Linked DNA regions of Sus scrofa: region 1 is linked to region 2. A link is a contact called in public HiChIP or PLAC-seq data. All regions are on one chromosome and are shown on one strand. The core of a region is the stretch at or near the end of the contact, and the rest is flanking DNA. Distances in the headings are between cores, read along the strand shown. Region 1 overlaps DEPDC5 (DEP domain-containing protein 5). Region 2 overlaps EIF4ENIF1 (eukaryotic translation initiation factor 4E transporter).

Region 1 (2,974 bases), core at 302-2,801, 300 kb after region 2:
CTGGCAGCACTGTCCAATGCATTACACAGCCTACAATTACATGATATTATTCAGTACCATGTACTGTCCTGAGCCTTCTAGAATTGAGAAGATTATGTTCATGCAGATTGCTTGGTAGTGAAGTAACTGGAATAAACCTGAGCCCTCTTTTTCTCTACTCATGCCTAGGAGAAAAACTGTAGTCATGAAGTGACAGTGGTCCTATTTTCTAGGACTTACTATGATGCAAAATCTATTGGTAAGTCTTTCTCCTACAGTTATTTTTTGTTAAGCTTTCCACACACCCATCCCAATACATTCCTTATCATTTTCTTTCACTTGGCACTGCTCCATCTTTCCTGTCTTTTCTGTTATGAGGATAAAGAAAATGGAAGATGACACAGTCCATTAGCGTTTGCAAGAAGTCTGTGGGTTGTGATTCATCTTAAAAGCAACTTAATAGTTATATAATTTATCTTTTGAGTGTGTGTGTGTGTGTGTGAGAGAGAGAGAGAGAGAGAGAGAGAGAGAGAGAGAGAGAGAGATACAAATCTTCAACCCAGAAGTGGGAGCAGAAAAGCTGAATTTATCTTTTCAACCTGACCTACATATGTTGTTTTCTCTATTTCAGATGAATTTCCCGAAATAAACCGAGCCTCAATTAGGCAGGATCACAAGGGGCGATTCTATGAAGATTTCTATAAGTATGTTTGGGTGCTTCACTTTGCCTTTTTTTCCCCCTTGGTTTTTTCTTTCCTAACTTAAAAAAAAATTAACCTTGTCACTTTGGAATAACTTTAGATTTACAGAGAAGTTGCCAAGATAGTACAGAGAGTTCCCTATACCCTTCACGCAGTTTCCTCTGTTAATATTTCCTATCCAAGGTATGTTTGTGAAAACTATAAGATTAGCATTGGTACATTGCTGTGAACTAAATATCAGACTTTTCTTAGATTTAATCAGTTTTTCCATTTAAGCACCTTTTTTGTTCCAGGCTCCAATCTGGGATATCATATTGCATTTATACTTTCCAAACTTTTTTTTTGTGAAAAATTTCACTCGCAGGAAAGAAGAGTGAACAAAATAAGGGACCCATATACCCAATACCTGGATTTAACAGTTATTCTCATGCCGTATTTGCTTCATCTGTTTTATCTAAATTTTATTCTAAAGCAAATTATAGATATTAAAACATTTTGTTCTTAGCTGGAGTTCCCTGGTGGCTCAGTGGGTGAGGACCTGGCATTATCACTGCTGTGGCTTGGGTTGCAGCTGTGGTGTGAGTTAGATCCCTGGCCTGGGAGTTTCCACATGTGGCAGGCAGGGCCAAAAAAACCCACAAATTTTTTTTCTAAAGAATAAGGGCATTTTCATATATGACAGCATAACCACAACATATAAGCACAATCACATTTAACAAAATTAACGATAATTGTGTAATATTATCTAGTATCTAGTACAGAGTCAGATTTCCTTAATTGTCTCCAAAACAACCTCCTGTTTGGTCTGCTTCTTAAGTCTAAAACAACTTCCCCTTCCTTTTTGTCCCCAAATCGTTGGCTCATAGAAGAATCCAGGGCAGTAGTCCTGTGGAGCTGGGCTTCTCAGACTTTAGTGTGCTTACAACTCACACCCTGGGGTTGCGTTAAAGTGCTGATTGTCATCAGTTCCAGAGGTCAGGGGTGGGCCTGAGACTCTGAATGTCTAACTAGCTCCTCTGTTTGCACATTTTGCTCACTTTGCACACCATTTTTGAATAGGGACGCTGTAGAAGACCCCTTCTGGATTTGTCTGATTGAATCCTGTGGTGGTGTTTGTTTATTGTCTGCAAACCAGAGGTTATAACCAGAACAACTTCCTGTTCACTCCCCAGCCCCCTGACATTTGGCAAAGTGTTTTTATTGTCAATCTGGAGGGAAGGGAGTGGTCACATAGCTGCTATCCAGTGGGTAGAGGCCAGAAATGCTGCAGAACATCCTGTAAGGCTCAGGGCAACTCTTCTGCCCCCAGCAAGAGTCATTTTGGCCCCAAATGCTGGTAGTGAGGAGGCTGAGAAGCCCTCTCTAAAGACTTGACCAGATTTAGGTAGAATTTTTTACGTTGTCACTGATATGCTATACTTCACACTGTGTCCACGGGATGCAGACCAACTTCTTGTCCCAGCAGTGCCACCGAAGATTCCCAAGCTAGGGGTCGAATCAGAGCTGTAGCCACCAGCCTACACCACAGCCACAGCAATGTAGGATCTGAGTCATGTCTGCGACCTATATCACAGCTCATGGCAACGCTGGATCCTTAACCCACTGAGCAAGGCCAGGGATTGTACCCGCAACCTCGTGGTTCCTAGTCGGATTCTGTTGCGCCACAACAGGAACTCCCGTACCCACTTGTTTTAAACTGTTATTTTCCACTTTATCACAAATGCCATTCTGTGCCTGATACTCTGCTTCCATGACATCATTTTTATTGCCGTATAGAAATTCCAATGATTTCTGAACACAGGTGATTTTTAGCTTTCTAATGAATAGTTTCTAGTCAATAGTTCTACCAGTGGACATCTTACAACTCAGTCTTTAAGCATATCCCTAGTTAGCCCTTAGGGCGATTTCCCGGAAACGTAGTTACTATAAGGTCAAAGGACATTCTATTTTTGTTAAGGCTTTTCATTTGTAATAGTCAAATTGCCCTCTGAGAACAGTGAAGTAGAAAATCCTATTTTCATAGCAGCAGTGTTATTTCTCTGTCCTCACCAACAGTGACTAGTACTCCTTTTTTCATTCTTCATTTGGATTGGAAGAAGAGCTATCTCATTGAATCTTTTTTTAAATACTGTTTATTATTGATCTTTTGGTAATTTTGTGGAAAGGTAGAGAAACACTGGTTAAGAATACACTCTGGAGCCAGATTTCCTTCATTTTTAATTTTTTTGTTGGCCATGTACATGGCATCCAAAAGTTTCTGTGCCATGAGTAAACCCTTGCCATAGCAGTGACCC
Region 2 (2,776 bases), core at 29-2,528:
AAATGCCAGAATGTTGAGAAGTTTGCAGAAATCCAAGTTCATCCAAGCCTTCAGGATGTGGTTTGAACAGGCCTCACTTTCATCATTCAACTTTTCTCCCATTGGTGGCCTCCTAGTGTTTAAGGAGAGCATTACCTTACCCTAGCTGTTACCTATTCCATTTTTCTTTCATAATCTTCTTTAGCACAGCTATGCAGACTCAGAGTCCTGTGCCATTAACTAGTTAGAATGCATATAGCTAGGCTTAACCACCTGATCTCTCACATAAGTTGTGTGGCTCAGATGGGCTCATGGCCCATCACAGATGTTACTGAAGATCCAAATTCTTTGCATCAAGCTCTGTCCCCTGTAGTTTGTTGGCTTTGTTGGACAGCTGGCTCCCCACATAGTCACAGAATGTGTACTCAGTCCCAGGCTTTACATCATTATCTAGAGCATTTCCTAGAAGCTGCCCAGCCAATTTGTCTATGTGTCTCATGGCCAAAATTGGGTAACATATCTCATTCTCAAACCAATTGTTGGAAAAGAGAATAGAATTACTGAAGAATCAGTTTACTCCTGAAAGTTATCTTCATTCCTGAAGTTTGTCTCTGGACCTGACTTCCCTTCCGTCTTAATAATTTTGAGCTTGGCTTATAAGATACTCAGCAGCAGTCTCCTGGAATAAGGCCTGGCTGTATTTTACAATTTTCTTACCAACTTTTTTTTTTTTTTTAATCTTTTCTACGGCCACTTCCAGGGCATATGGAGGTTCCCAGCCTAGGGGTCTAATCAGAGCTGTAGCCACCAGCCTACACCAGAGCCACAGGAATGCGGGAACTGAGCCACGTCTGTGACCTACACCACAGGTCACGGCAATGCCGGATCCTTAACCCACTGAGCAAGGCCAGGGATCAAACCCGCAACCTCACGGTTTCTAGTCTGATTTGTTAACCATTGAGCCACGAACAGAACTCCCTCTTACCAACTTATTACTACTAACTTCCCAAGTACTGGCTGCTCAGCTGCTTCCTTGGGCATGGGGGAGGGAGCACTATTTTTTCCTCTCCTGACTTCATCCTCTTCCTTTTAATTTCCATAAGGTTCCCTGTGGCCCTGTGCTTTTTTATTTTGAGGCCTTGCACATCCTTCTGGCCCTGATTGCTTCTCAACTCATCTTGTGCCTGCTGGACTTCCACCGTTGTTTCATGTATCTCGTTAGCTGAGATAGCACTTCCTCCTGCCCTTACCCTTTATCTGGCTCTTAGCTCCTAAAAACTGCATTATTAGCTTCCTCTTTTGCCTCTACTCTTACTCAACCAAAATTGTTTTAAGATCTGTGGATCTAGCTTCTGCTGTGCTATTCTTAGGAACACTTTTATTTCCTCTTAGCTCCATCTCACCAGTTATTGGCTAATGGCTTTGCTTGGTACCTACATCTGTACATTTCTTTCGTACTAGCTTCTAGACTGAAAAAGGACTGTTGGTTCAACATGAAAGGGAAGGAGGTAAAAGAGGACACACAGGAAAGATGGATTGGGATTCAGGTCTCTGCTGTTGTTACTTGAGATTGCTTTCTAGATTCTACTTGTGGAAACAAAAAGCCTTTGCGAGAATTCTAAACTGGAGTATTTCTGTAATTGAGGAGTCTTGCTCAGCAAATCCCACTTAGGGGACTAATGAAGTACCAGGAAGAGACAGACCATGCTCAATCCACAAAGCCAGGTTTTACTGAAATGTGACCTACTTTCTTATGTTCCTGGAAGTTTAGATCAGGGTGGGCAGCTCTGGGTTTTATAGGCTACACTGTTAACACTCAGGCTGTTTTCTACCGTTTAGTCAAAATATAGTCACCTTGCCTGCTTCACCTGTCCATCAGAGAATGGCCTCATTAATTGACTCTCTAGTATGAAGTCAAAGTAGCTTTGGTGGCCCTAAATGGACAAGTATCAAGAGACTGGGTGAATTGAGGAGCTTGAGACTGTCACCTCAGATCGAAAAGACTGAAAAATCACCTCAGATCAAAAAGACTGAAAAATCTTCAGTCTGGAAAGGGGACTCAAAACCATAATTAGAGTATTCTGGTAGAATCCTTTTCTCCACTGTTATTCATACAGTTAAGGTGAATAACTAAAAGTAATTGTGAGCTGAGGAGTAAGATACAACACACAAGGAATCAGTTAACAGAGTCTCGAGTGAAATTATAAATGGAAAGAATTATGACTTGAATCATAACTCTGAGGCCCCATTTTCCCTAACAACTTTTGTCCCAATAAACGTGGGTATTTGTTTGGGAGAAACTATCATATACATGATTACCCAGTAAACAGACTGTTTACTAAGTGGGTTTAATTTTAGAAATTGCGCGCTGCAATCTGGTATTAACCATACAACTACCTACCTATAGGGTCAGCCCAGCCTGAACTATCCCATTGGGGTCTTTATTAAGGCTCAAGAAACGGCCATAGCTTCTTCCTTTAAAATGAGTGTTTATTTCTATGAGCTTTAAAGAAAAAAACAGATAATTTCCCTCAACCTACTGAAGAGGAAGGGATTCAGGAAGAAATAAACACAACAATGCCATTCACTTCATTCACACACTTTGCATATGCAACTTTAATCAACCAAAAGAAAGTCCCAAATGTACAAGTGAAAAAAAATCAGAACTGTTGACACAGGCTTAACTAATATCAGCTACTTTTATGTACAGCTGTATAAGTTCAAAAAAGCTATCCTATATGTATGTACAAAGGTTGTTTATACACAGGTCTGTACATAAGGGTCTATACATTTATTT

Evidence for each region. HiChIP or PLAC-seq counts read pairs in DNA pulled down with a chosen protein or histone mark.
Region 1: an H3K27ac HiChIP or PLAC-seq map of alveolar macrophages shows a contact between it and region 2. The contact joins two enhancer-like sites. A contact is called at or near these places in 1 of 47 Hi-C or Micro-C datasets (epiblast stem cells) and 1 of 2 datasets of contacts at active chromatin or transcription factors (alveolar macrophages).

The regions. Positions count from the first base shown.
Region 1 is chr14:48,450,965-48,453,938 of Sscrofa11.1, forward strand. It overlaps DEPDC5 (DEP domain-containing protein 5), which reads left to right. Exons shown (of 42, transcript XM_013983091.2): 11 at 169-238; 12 at 611-683. Among named protein-coding and RNA genes, the nearest start is that of DEPDC5, 31 kb to the left of the region's middle. Within about 2 kb of position 1,552, at least 3 of the 83 cell types and tissues checked have an H3K27ac peak or open chromatin away from gene starts, as enhancers often do. A contact at or near this core is called in alveolar macrophages, where this site is marked.
Region 2 is chr14:48,154,268-48,157,043 of Sscrofa11.1, forward strand. EIF4ENIF1 (eukaryotic translation initiation factor 4E transporter) reads right to left here. Exons shown (of 19, transcript XM_021073985.1): 19 at 2,568-2,776. Among named protein-coding and RNA genes, the nearest start is that of DRG1, 29 kb to the left of the region's middle. Within about 2 kb of position 1,279, at least 3 of the 83 cell types and tissues checked have an H3K27ac peak or open chromatin away from gene starts, as enhancers often do. A contact at or near this core is called in alveolar macrophages, where this site is marked.